Linked DNA regions of Zea mays: regions 2, 3 and 4 are each linked to region 1. A link is a contact called in public Hi-C data. All regions are on one chromosome and are shown on one strand. The core of a region is the stretch at or near the end of the contact, and the rest is flanking DNA. Distances in the headings are between cores, read along the strand shown.

Evidence for each region. A called contact is a pair of places that touch in the nucleus more often than the background predicts.
Region 2: a Hi-C map of tassel shows a contact between it and region 1, with 2.2 times the contacts expected there. The contact joins the promoter of LOC103504718 here to the promoter of LOC103654200 in region 1. A contact is called at or near these places in 2 of 25 Hi-C or Micro-C datasets (ear and tassel).
Region 3: a contact with region 1 is called in a Hi-C map of leaf, with 4 times the contacts expected there. The contact joins the promoter of LOC100282307 here to the promoter of LOC103654200 in region 1. A contact is called at or near these places in 2 of 25 Hi-C or Micro-C datasets (both in leaf).
Region 4: a contact with region 1 is called in a Hi-C map of ear, with 3 times the contacts expected there. The contact joins the promoter of LOC100272705 here to the promoter of LOC103654200 in region 1. A contact is called at or near these places in 2 of 25 Hi-C or Micro-C datasets (ear and endosperm).

What each region holds. Positions count from the first base shown.
Region 1 is chr4:181,393,803-181,396,424 of Zm-B73-REFERENCE-NAM-5.0, reverse strand. It overlaps LOC103654200 (chaperone protein DnaJ), which reads right to left and starts at 1,312. Exons shown (of 7, transcript XR_002269221.2): 1 at 833-1,312.
Region 2 is chr4:181,036,640-181,039,261 of Zm-B73-REFERENCE-NAM-5.0, reverse strand. It overlaps LOC103504718 (Protein TONSOKU), which reads left to right and starts at 1,308. Exons shown (of 20, transcript XM_008681025.2): 1 at 1,308-1,740; 2 at 2,498-2,622. The coding sequence starts at 1,441.
Region 3 is chr4:181,088,862-181,091,483 of Zm-B73-REFERENCE-NAM-5.0, reverse strand. It overlaps LOC100282307, which reads right to left and starts at 1,280. Exons shown (of 3, transcript NM_001155219.2): 1 at 928-1,280. The coding sequence starts at 1,195.
Region 4 is chr4:181,697,418-181,700,039 of Zm-B73-REFERENCE-NAM-5.0, reverse strand. It overlaps LOC100272705, which reads right to left and starts at 1,323. Exons shown (of 5, transcript NM_001147158.1): 1 at 668-1,323; 2 at 1-38. The coding sequence starts at 1,105.

The sequences.
Region 1 (2,622 bases), core at 63-2,562:
GAACACTTTTCTCTCTCTCCACAACAACTCCACCAAGCAGGGGCGGATCCAGGGGGCAAAGTGGGCCATGGCCCCCCCTCAATTTTGTACACCCTTTTATGCCTAATAATTATTTGGTATTAAATGTAGAAAAAAAATCAAAGTTTTAGATAGTATAAAGTCTTGTTCTAAATCTCTAAAACTAATAACTAGTTGCTAAAATTAGCTGAGAGGTTTAGAATGGATCAACTAATTGTTAGCTATACCCCTTAAATAAGTATTAGTTGCTAGATGCTCCAACCTAGCTAAAACCAGTTAACAGTTAGCTCTAGAGGTTTAGAACATGGCCTAAAACAACCATGTTATAAGCCTGCTCGTCGGATCCTCTTGGTCCAGTCCTTGCATCTACCAGTCTGACCCTAATCTTTCCGACACCACCTAAATCAGTCTACTCGCTGTCCCGTTTCCGCTGCCGACCCATTCTCGATGCGACGGCACCCGACTTCGGGCCTTCCTGGCGCCTCCGTCCCTTGTCCTGTTTTTATCGTGACGTCGATCCGCTCGACAAGATCTGCCTCCGTCCCTTGTCCTGTTTTTGTCGTGACGTCAATCTGCTCGACAAGTTAGATCTTGCTCGTCACAACGATATGGCTTGTCCCTTGCGGTTGGTGAGCTTGGCGAACTAGAAAATCATGGCTCTCATGTAGTCTCTTTGGCCCCTCATGAATTTTCGTCCAACGTCCGCCGCTGCCACGCGCGATGCTGGATAGCTAGATCAACAACGATATGCAGCAGCCAGCAGCAAGTAACGAGGAGCGGAGAGACGCGAAATCAGGAACCGAGTTGCTCTCACCTTGGCGAGCTTCCGGTAAGCGACCTTGAGGTCGGCGTCGGAGCACTCCTTCTTGAGCCCGAGGACAGCGTAGAGGTCGCCGCCGCCCTCCGCCGCCGCGTCGCCGCACTTCTCTACACCGGCGTCCATGGCGAGAGGAGACGCGTAGCTCCCCCCCCCCCCCCCCCCCCCCCCCCCGGCAGCACGTAGGTACAGGTACGCGGCCGCCGCCCACGGGCCACGGGTGCAGCGACGGCAGCCCCCGGCGGGGCGCGCGCGCGTAGAGGCGACGCCGGCGGTGGGGGAGGAGGGAGAGAAGGGGAAGGAAGCGAGCGGATGGCGCTGTTGCTGCTGCTTCGTTCTTCCCCTCCCTCCCTCCCTGAGCTCTGTCTGCCTCCACGCGACGCAGGAAGCCTCCAGAAACTCGGCCATGCCCACTTGCCCGTTAATTAATAATATCTTGCTCTCGTCGCAGGAAATTCCGAATTTTTGTCTTTTTTCCGGCTCGCTCTGTTTGCCTGTTTCCAGATGGTAATGTATATGTGTCGTCGGGAAAACAAGAAAAAGCCTCCAAGTCGCGTTTTTAAAATTAGCCGAAATTTTAAAGGCTTTTTAGTGCAGATCGTCAACTCATTTTTGTTTGACGGGAAGTGAGGGGGTGTTTGGTTTTAGGGACTAATGTTTAGTCCCTTCATTTTATTCCTTTTTAGTGTATAAATTGCTAAATATAGAAACTAAAATAAAGTTTTAGTTTCTATATTTGGCAATTTAAGAACTAAAATGGAATAAAATCTAGGGACTAAACATTAGTCTCTAGAAACCAAACACCCCCTGAATCTACTAATAAGCAGAACAATTACAACTTTCAAACCTACAGACTATAAAAATGTATGCTAAAGTATTTTGGAGTCGTTAGAGCCTTTTTGGCGGTTGGACTTATTTTCATAATCTCATTTTAAAATCTGAAAATGAGAATCTGATTATGAACCAAACAGTTTGTGTTGTACATTAGATTTTATGCTTAGAATCTCACAATCTTCCTGTAAGCTGATAATAACATTTGCATTGGATTTGGTATAATATTAGATGTCCTAGAATCTAAATGAATCAAACACCGCCTTAGTAAACAATCTTCACATCTAAGCCACGTCGATGTCGTTGACTATCTACCCGATTGGTTTGTTGCTCAAGTGTGACTAGCCTTATGTGGCCCTAGCCGGTTAGATTGCATCCATCTATAAAGGATAATAGAATAAGTGGCGCCCTTACGGACGCCCTATCAAGACAATAGAATTCTTGAGTAAATTGCTATATACCTTTCATATAAATCGTTCTCGAGTTTTGGCAGATTGGGGCAATAGTAATAAAATACTTTAGGTGTGCATGAGACTATCACGATAATTAATGAGCATACAATATATGTTGTTCTAACCAGACACACCAATCGATGTAGATGCAGATGTACAAACAGAGTGCACAAAATTAAATTCTAGTTGATTCAAAAACATATCAATTTTGTAATACATCGCACCTCCCAAAATTGTTGATTCTAAAATTGCCCAAGAGGATCTAGTTAGTACATTGAGAAAGCAAGATAAGTTCCTGACGCACAGTACAAATTTCGACCAGATTACTTCCTTGTCATGCTAATGCTGCTTAGCTGCTATCTGTAGTCCAAGTGTCCAACGGGGTATTTCAAAATAGTACAACAGGCTGCTTTGGTCAGAGCTCACAGCCTTAGGGAAAGCATTGCTATCCGCAAAAAGCAAAGAATGATCATGGAATGTGCAGGCCGCGGATTAAAGCGAACG
Region 2 (2,622 bases), core at 59-2,558, 360 kb after region 1:
TCACATTGACTCGGTATTTACGCTTATAATTGAGGGATTTTATGCTCAAAACTTAAGGTTTTTACGCTCCACCGAAGATACATCCACCAGTGAACAACATGCCAGATTTTTTAAGCAGTATACCGAATTGCATAATTATCTACAATGACATATTTAGTATCAGTATATATCATAAAATGGTCATTACGAGTCTAGCTGCATAGCTGTTGCAGCGATCCTAAATTTATGGAGGAAATAAAGCATTTAACATAGAACCCGCCACACATATCTTTCCTAAATTTACGCGCATGCAAGAGAACGTGTTTGACTCATGCATGCATTTTGCCATAATTTTTGGATCTGTATAACCGCATGCATGCGGCTGCCATATTTTTCGGATCTGCCATAAAAATAGGATCGTAATAACAACCTACTAGAGCTATCAACCTCTCACATTGACTCGGTATTTACGCTTATAATGGAAGGATTTTATGCTCAAAACTTAAGGTTATTACGCTCCAACCCGGAGATGCGTCCACCAGTGAACAACATGCCAGATTTTTTACGCAGTGTAACGAATTGCATAAATAGCTACACCATATAGTATAATTTGTACCAATATATATCATAAACTAGATATAATGTGTTTAGCTGCATGGCTGTTGGAGGGATCCTATATTTATGAAGGAAATAAAACATTAAATACGAATTTTTGTTTCTATGCGTGTAATTCATTTCCTTTCATTACACATTATTTTCATCATAAATTCGTGTGCATGCAGGTGGTAACAGATTTTTACGCAGTATACCGAATTGCATAATTATCTACACAGGGTAGCATATTTAATAGCAGTATATATCATAAAATGGTCCTTACGAGTCTAGTTGCATGGCTGTTGCAGCGATCCTAAATTTATGGAGGAAATAAAATATTTAAAAATACAAACCGCCGTACATATCTTTCCTAAATTTATGCGCATGCAAGTGACGTGTTTGACTTTGACTCATGCATGCATTCTTTTTTGCGCGCACAGACGTGGGCGCGGGTGGTGCAACCGACAGCCTGGTCTAGTCGGTGCGCTGGGTTGAACCAGGTTGCAGGGATGATCGACCTGAGCTTCCTTTAACTATTAGAAACCCATGGCTCCCGTTATATCTGCTCTATATATATATATTTTCTTTTTTGATTGAAGGACCGAACAACAAGAGAGACACCCCAGAAGCTTAAGATATCCTCCTCCTACAGGCCATGGCCCATATTACATGCTTCCTACGCAGGCCCACGAGAAACGCAGAGAAGAGATTAGTGAAACTGGAGGCGGGGCCCTGAAATAATTTGGCGGGAGAATCCCCTTCCATCTGATCAGTCCGGCGTTTTCCTTCCTCTCGGCCCTTGACGGAAAATTCGGGTGGAAAAAGGGAAAAAAGTCAGGCGTCGGGTCCTCAGTCGTAGCGGCGGCGATGGCGCGCGGCGGCGGGGGGCGGTCGAAGAAGGAGGATGAGGAGGAGCTGCGGGGGGCGAAGCGCGGTTACAAGGAGGCGTCGGCGGAGGGTAATCGGGAGGAGGAGGCGCGCTGGGCTAACGTCATCGGCGACATCTACAAGCGCCGCTGCGAGTACGTCGAGGCCCTCCGGTGGCTTCGGGCGGACTACGAGGTCTCCGTAAAGCACCTCCCGCAGCGGCACCTCCTCCCCTCCTGTCAGTCGCTCGGCGAGGTCTACCTCCGCCTCGGCCGCTTCTCGGAGGCGCTCACCTACCAGGTCACTACTCACTCCTCAGATTCCACCATCCATCTCGCTTACTTGCCTACCGAATACCGACCATGGTTTCAGATGTTTTAAACGACAGGAGGTGTGCTATGCAGTATAACGCTAATGCATTCCCACTCGCAGTTGTAATTTCGGTGCTGAATTTATGAATTTTTAACCATTTGGTGGACTATTGATCTGGGCATGCATTTGGACTGCAGTGTAGGGTTCGATTATTCTCAAATTATGTTATTAGGCACTGTATATATATACAATTGAATACCAGCTGTGGTGTGGACTTTCTGGTAGTGCATCTGTCTTATATGATAATATATTCTTTCAAAGGTCTGATATTTAGTGATGTATATGTGACCCTTGGCTTGCAGTGTTGGGTTTAGGCACATGTTAATTGTTTTAGTTTTTTCACACGCTTATTGACCTTGGATAGTTGGATTACATTACATTATCTACCTCCGATCTTTTTTATTCGTCGTTTGTTAGTGTAAAATTCAACTATCCAGCGACAAATAAAAAAAATGGAGGGAGTATTACTGATCATGCTGTATCTACCCTGTCACAGTGCATGTACATTTATCAAGATATGGTCATTAGGTGATTTGGTCACTGCCTCCGGTGTTAAATGCTAACCTCTTGTTATAATTGAGATGCTAAGAATTAGAATAATACTCAGACCTCATTTCATACATTTTGCTGATTCTGCTACATGAACTCAAACTTCCATTTACCTTGATGTTTGTTGGCTTGACAGAAGAAGCATCTACAGCTCGCAAAGGAGTCTGATGACCTTGTTGAGCAGCAGCGAGCTACCACACAGCTTGGGAGAACATACCATGAAATCCTTCTAAGATCTGAAAATGACCATAGTGCCATAAG
Region 3 (2,622 bases), core at 31-2,530, 300 kb after region 1:
ATGATATATATGCATATTGAGTTATGAAGCAACATCACAACCAAAATTAACATTCTCCATGCGCATCTATTTCATATTTGCAGAAAGCACAGTTCAAAACACGATAAATATGAAAGCCCAAGATTCTACACAACCCTGGTGCCATCAAATAAATCATTATTATGCAATCATATCTAAAACTTCCACTATAGACGATACTGCACATTAGAACCCATTTGCAGACACGGGACCAGAAATCTGACCTTCCTAAACTTTGCAAACTGCAAGCATTTGGACAATTAATCAGGCCTAGTGACTCTTCATTACTTGCAACGAAATACAATCATACAAGGAACCATATAAACAGCAGATGCATGTGAATATATAATCATGTGCTCAAGCTCAACACCATAAATCGCGTAGGGTAGTTTAAAAGAGTCTAGAACAATCCCCACGAAAATTCATAGGCTACAGACATATCAAGTGATACCACAAGTTCAGAACTATTTAAATAATATGCATCTAATGTAACTAATCATGCACAAACGGTGGAACGCCCAGATCCAACACTCGAAGAACCGAGTTGTGTTCCCACGACTCCCAGGTGGGCAACCAAAACAGACTATTTTGCCCATTACAGAATTGTAACTCGAATGAAAAAGAAAGCGACAGACTTCATCCCAATCGGATACCATAAAATCATCTAATAAGTTGCAGAATCCCCTACAAGCCAAAACTTAATCTAAATAGTAAACACAAATCCCCTCGCTTTTTTCTTTCTTCGTCCCCGGTCCATTCCAACCACCGAGTCGCACCTCAAACGCGCACCGTACCAGCCCCCTTAAAATTCCTCAACTAACTCGTAGATTCTAGTCGTCCGCATCAATCAAACGCAAAAAATACATATACAGCCATAGAAAATAAGCCGCCTCGAGCTTGAGCCAATACCTCTGGAGAAAGTACTCTTGGCGGCGAAGGGCTTGATCTCGATGACGTCGTCGTCAGCCCCTTCCCCGAGCTCCAAATCCGAATCACCGGAGTCGGCTTCAAAGTCCTCGAAGTCGGCCTCGAAGTCCTCATCGTCTTCCGCCGCGAACGAGCGCCTCCCGCCGGCGCCGCCCCTCTTGGGCTTCTTCTTCTGCTGCCAGATGTCCCGCTCCGTGAGCCGGCGCGGCGCCGGCTCGCGGAGCTCGGCAAGGATCGCGCCGCCGCACATGGCTCAGTCGTCGTCGGGAGCTCCGGCGCCTGTAAACAAATCGGTGGCTTGCGACTTGCGAGAGCGAAATGGTGGACGAAACTTTGGAGAGCGCGGACGGGGCGTGGGCCCTATATATTGGCTGGCCGCCACTGGCACAGTCTGCAGGCGGCCAGGCGCGTGGGGGTGGGGGGGGGGAGAGGGAGAGGGAGGGAGGTGCGATGGGGTCCACACGTCAGTCGACGGAGGCGAAACGGAAAGCTACAGCAATAATGGTACAAAGTAGGCAGAAGATAGCTAGGACTAGTATATTTGCGAAATTGCTCCTTCGTGGATGTAGAGGTCTGCAGAGGTACATCTCAAAATCTACTCTCAATCTAGATGATTAGACATTAATACTTTGATATCCAATGCTCCGATGTCAACTTTAGAGTATTGAGATTTTATAAAAAAACAACCTCTAAAATATTTATTAACATAATGTAGCATAACTATACCCCATGCGACGAAAAATAGGTGTTCCATATATTGTGTTGATGCGAATATAACTAATAAATATGTGCCAAAGTTGTGCCTTCATATCAAGGGCTACATCATCATTCTCTCTAATTAGTCACATGACTAGCAAACATACGCCTCATGTTTTGCAAACAAAACCAGCAACAGACATTTAATTGTGGAAACGGACGTCGAGTGTTGTCGATAAAACTACGTCACTTTCACATGTCTAAGGTAAGGTCATAAAATAAATGGTTGTCTTGGCATAATTTGCGGGCACATAAGTGCCCAAACACATGGGGCCCAAATCATTCGGTAGAGCGTCAAGCGGAAGCCACTGGGTTAGAAACGGAAAAGCTATAGTAACAACGGTGCGATAGCCGGAAGATAGAAAGGACTAGGACATTTTAATATTGCCCCTCACTAGATTGGAGTTTTACAAAGGCACACCTTAAATCTACTCACAGTTTAGGTGATTAGCCATTAATGCTTTGACATCCATATCTTCAATGTCAAATTTGAAGCATTGGAATGTTTAGAAAACGACATCCACCATATTTATTAATATATATTATAGCATAATTATAACCCCATACAATGAAAAATAGGTGTTCCATATGATGCACCTATGCAAATAGAACTATTAAATATGTGCCAAAATTGTGTCTTCTGTGAAGGGGTACATCACCATTTTCTCTAATTAATATTTATCACATGACTAGCAAACGTGATTTCGATGGTACCTCATTTTTTGTGAACAAAGCCAATAGAAAACATTTAATCGAGAAAATGGACGTCGGTCATTGCCATAAAAAACTATGCCAATTTCGCATGCCTAAGGCATCATGAAACAAACGGTTGCCTTGGCATAATCTTCGAGCACATAAGTGCCAAAACACATAGTGGAGCCCAACATCATTTGGTAGAAGCATCAAGTGGAAGTCATGAGG
Region 4 (2,622 bases), core at 74-2,573, 300 kb before region 1:
GACGGTAATGCTGGCATCAATGGCCAGTACTTCTCATCCTGTCCAGAAAACATCACAATGCCAGTTAAATAAGCTCACAATCTGAAATGTGGGCATTTGTGCCCCCAAATAAGCACCATAGGCATCTACCAAACTCTGAATGCATGCTAGTCTAGAGTCAAGATGTTTTCAGCACAAAGTATCGCCGTTTTGTTTCATAAAATCTTTATGTTTTTGCAGAAGTGGTGAGTTCTTCTGAGAGAGTAGGATGCAAAATATTTGGATGACAAAATGGGAAGAATGAAAAACTGGTCGAAGGATTTCTGGAAAAGGACTCAAGATTTAGATGTGGAGGGCGTCCTTTAGTTTTGTTGTTAGTTGCTCTATGGTTTTTGTTTGTAATAGTTCGCTTGCCGTTAGGGCCGGTTTCTGACGTTTTGGAGGAGTGTTTTCTTGTTTTCGCATGCTGGTAAACCCAGCAGCAATCAATTCATGATGTTTGTCGTCAACTAGCCAAATCATAAACTATTCTACTGGAGAATAAGTTAATAACTAAGCAATTTCCGCACGACATGAAAGCAGCATTAACTTTTGGTTGGAGGCTTGGAGCGTAGAAAATGCACACGAGAAGATCTATCTAATTACTAAAGCCCCACGGATAAGTTCATAGAAACAGTAAACTCTTTACCGTAATGCCAAGGATTTCCGCGCCCTCGGCAAGAAACAGCGTCATGTGGCTGGTGAGGTTGAAGGGTGCCGTGAGCCAGCGCCCGGGTGGCACATTGAGCTGCCCGCCGCCTCGCTCCGCGAGCGCCGCGATGGCCTCGACAGCACGCTCGAACGCCGCGGTGTTGACCGCCCGGCCGTCCCCGACGGCGCCGAAGTCCGTGATGTTGTACGCCGTGGGGCGGAGCCGCGGCGCGGGGCGCGGCGGCGGAGGCGGCACCGACAGGAGCCTGAGGTACCCTCCGCCGCCGGCGCTGCCGAAGGACATGGAGGCGCTCTGCCATAGGAACACGAGCGCGAACCCGACGACCCACGCAGCGGCGAGCAGCGCCTTGTTGGCCGCGACGAAAGCGACCGCGCCACGGCGCTGGTAGAGCCTCCCCCCGCCCGTGTCCACCATCGCGCCGTGCGGTCCCTGCGTGCCCCCCTGTAGCAGGCGGCGGCACGGCGGGGCTCCGCTCCTCCGAGATCTCGCGACCTAGGTCGGAAACGGCAAAGCGCGGCCTTGGCTCAGTCGGTGGCGCAGGGAACGAGGGTCTCGTGCTCCCGGGGGAAGGCGGGCCGTGGGGGAGGGGGTCGGTGTGGGAGGGCAAGAATTTCCGCCATCGGAGGTTGGTGAGGAGGTTTTATAGGATGCGGCAGAAGCCGTTTGAGTGAAGCCGACGCGATAGGTGGTGGGATGGCTGCCGCATTGGGCCTGTGCTCCTGGCTCCTCCCCATCTTGGGTGGTTGTGTACTTGTGTGCGCCGCCGGGCAGTGGAAGAAGATGGCCAAAATTACTATGCTGCCACTGTGAACCCTGGATACGTATGGGCCCTTGGATGGAGATCGAACGGTGAAAGATACGTATACTTTGTTCTTGTTGATGATGATGGATTAACCTGCTTGGTGCAGGCGGTACGAGTAGGGGTCCTTGGCTGCCCCTTAAACTATACATACAATACGTAGTTGTCCCCCCACACTAAGGTTTGAGTTTATTTTAGATCAACCTTTAATTGAACAACCATTGTTATCGGTTGTGAAAACTTACGTTTGTGATCTCATTTATACATCTGTTGGTGCCATTTTCATTGCGCTGTATATTTTCGAGTTTTTTTTTTTGCTTGTGTTGTTCGTTTGACATACATGGATTAGGTTTGTTGGCGAGCTTAACTGAATTACTGACAAAGTTTCGTAGTGCTTCAAGCCCCTCTACCGCTGCCGAGTCTACGAAATCTCGCTAGAGCTTCTTCTAAAATTTTAAGCGTATATATATAACGTAGAAGGTACTTCTATACTACAACGATTTAGTTCAATCCATTCTAAAAAAAATTATGGCTCCGTCACTGGATATGTCGTGTTCCACTAAAATGAAAATGATTTATAATATGATGGAAGTTCGAAAAAATCGTCTCTACCCCCCACCCCCCAAACAAATTTTCTTGTAGTTGGACAACAAGACATGCAAAACAGCAAAGGTCTCCGTTCTTGCTTTTGTTCTTCATTCAGGTGGCAGCTGCTGGCGGCTAGGCTACTCACGGCAGCATCGTAGTACAAGGCCTTTTTTCTCCCTGCAGCTCATCCACATTGCAGATTTGCAGAGGGATAGTTTGGTGTGAGCTGGTGGCCATTTCGCCGTCTCCTCCTGACTTGGGTTTGACGCAGCCAGCATAGCAGGTGCTCGTGCTCGATCTTTTGGTGACGGAGACGGACGGGTGAGCCGTTCCTGTCGTCGTTAGGCGAATAAAGCTCGCCGCCGATCAGCATCACCACTGCAGCGGGTCAGGGAAAACACAACGCCCGTCCTTTGGGTTATCCTGTGCACCTACCTGACGTTACAGATGCATCGATTGCAAATGCTGCGGATGAGGGGCAAGGGGGCCAGTACAGCAGAGGCGACGAGCTTCTCGTCATCAACTTTAGTTTCTAGAACATGAA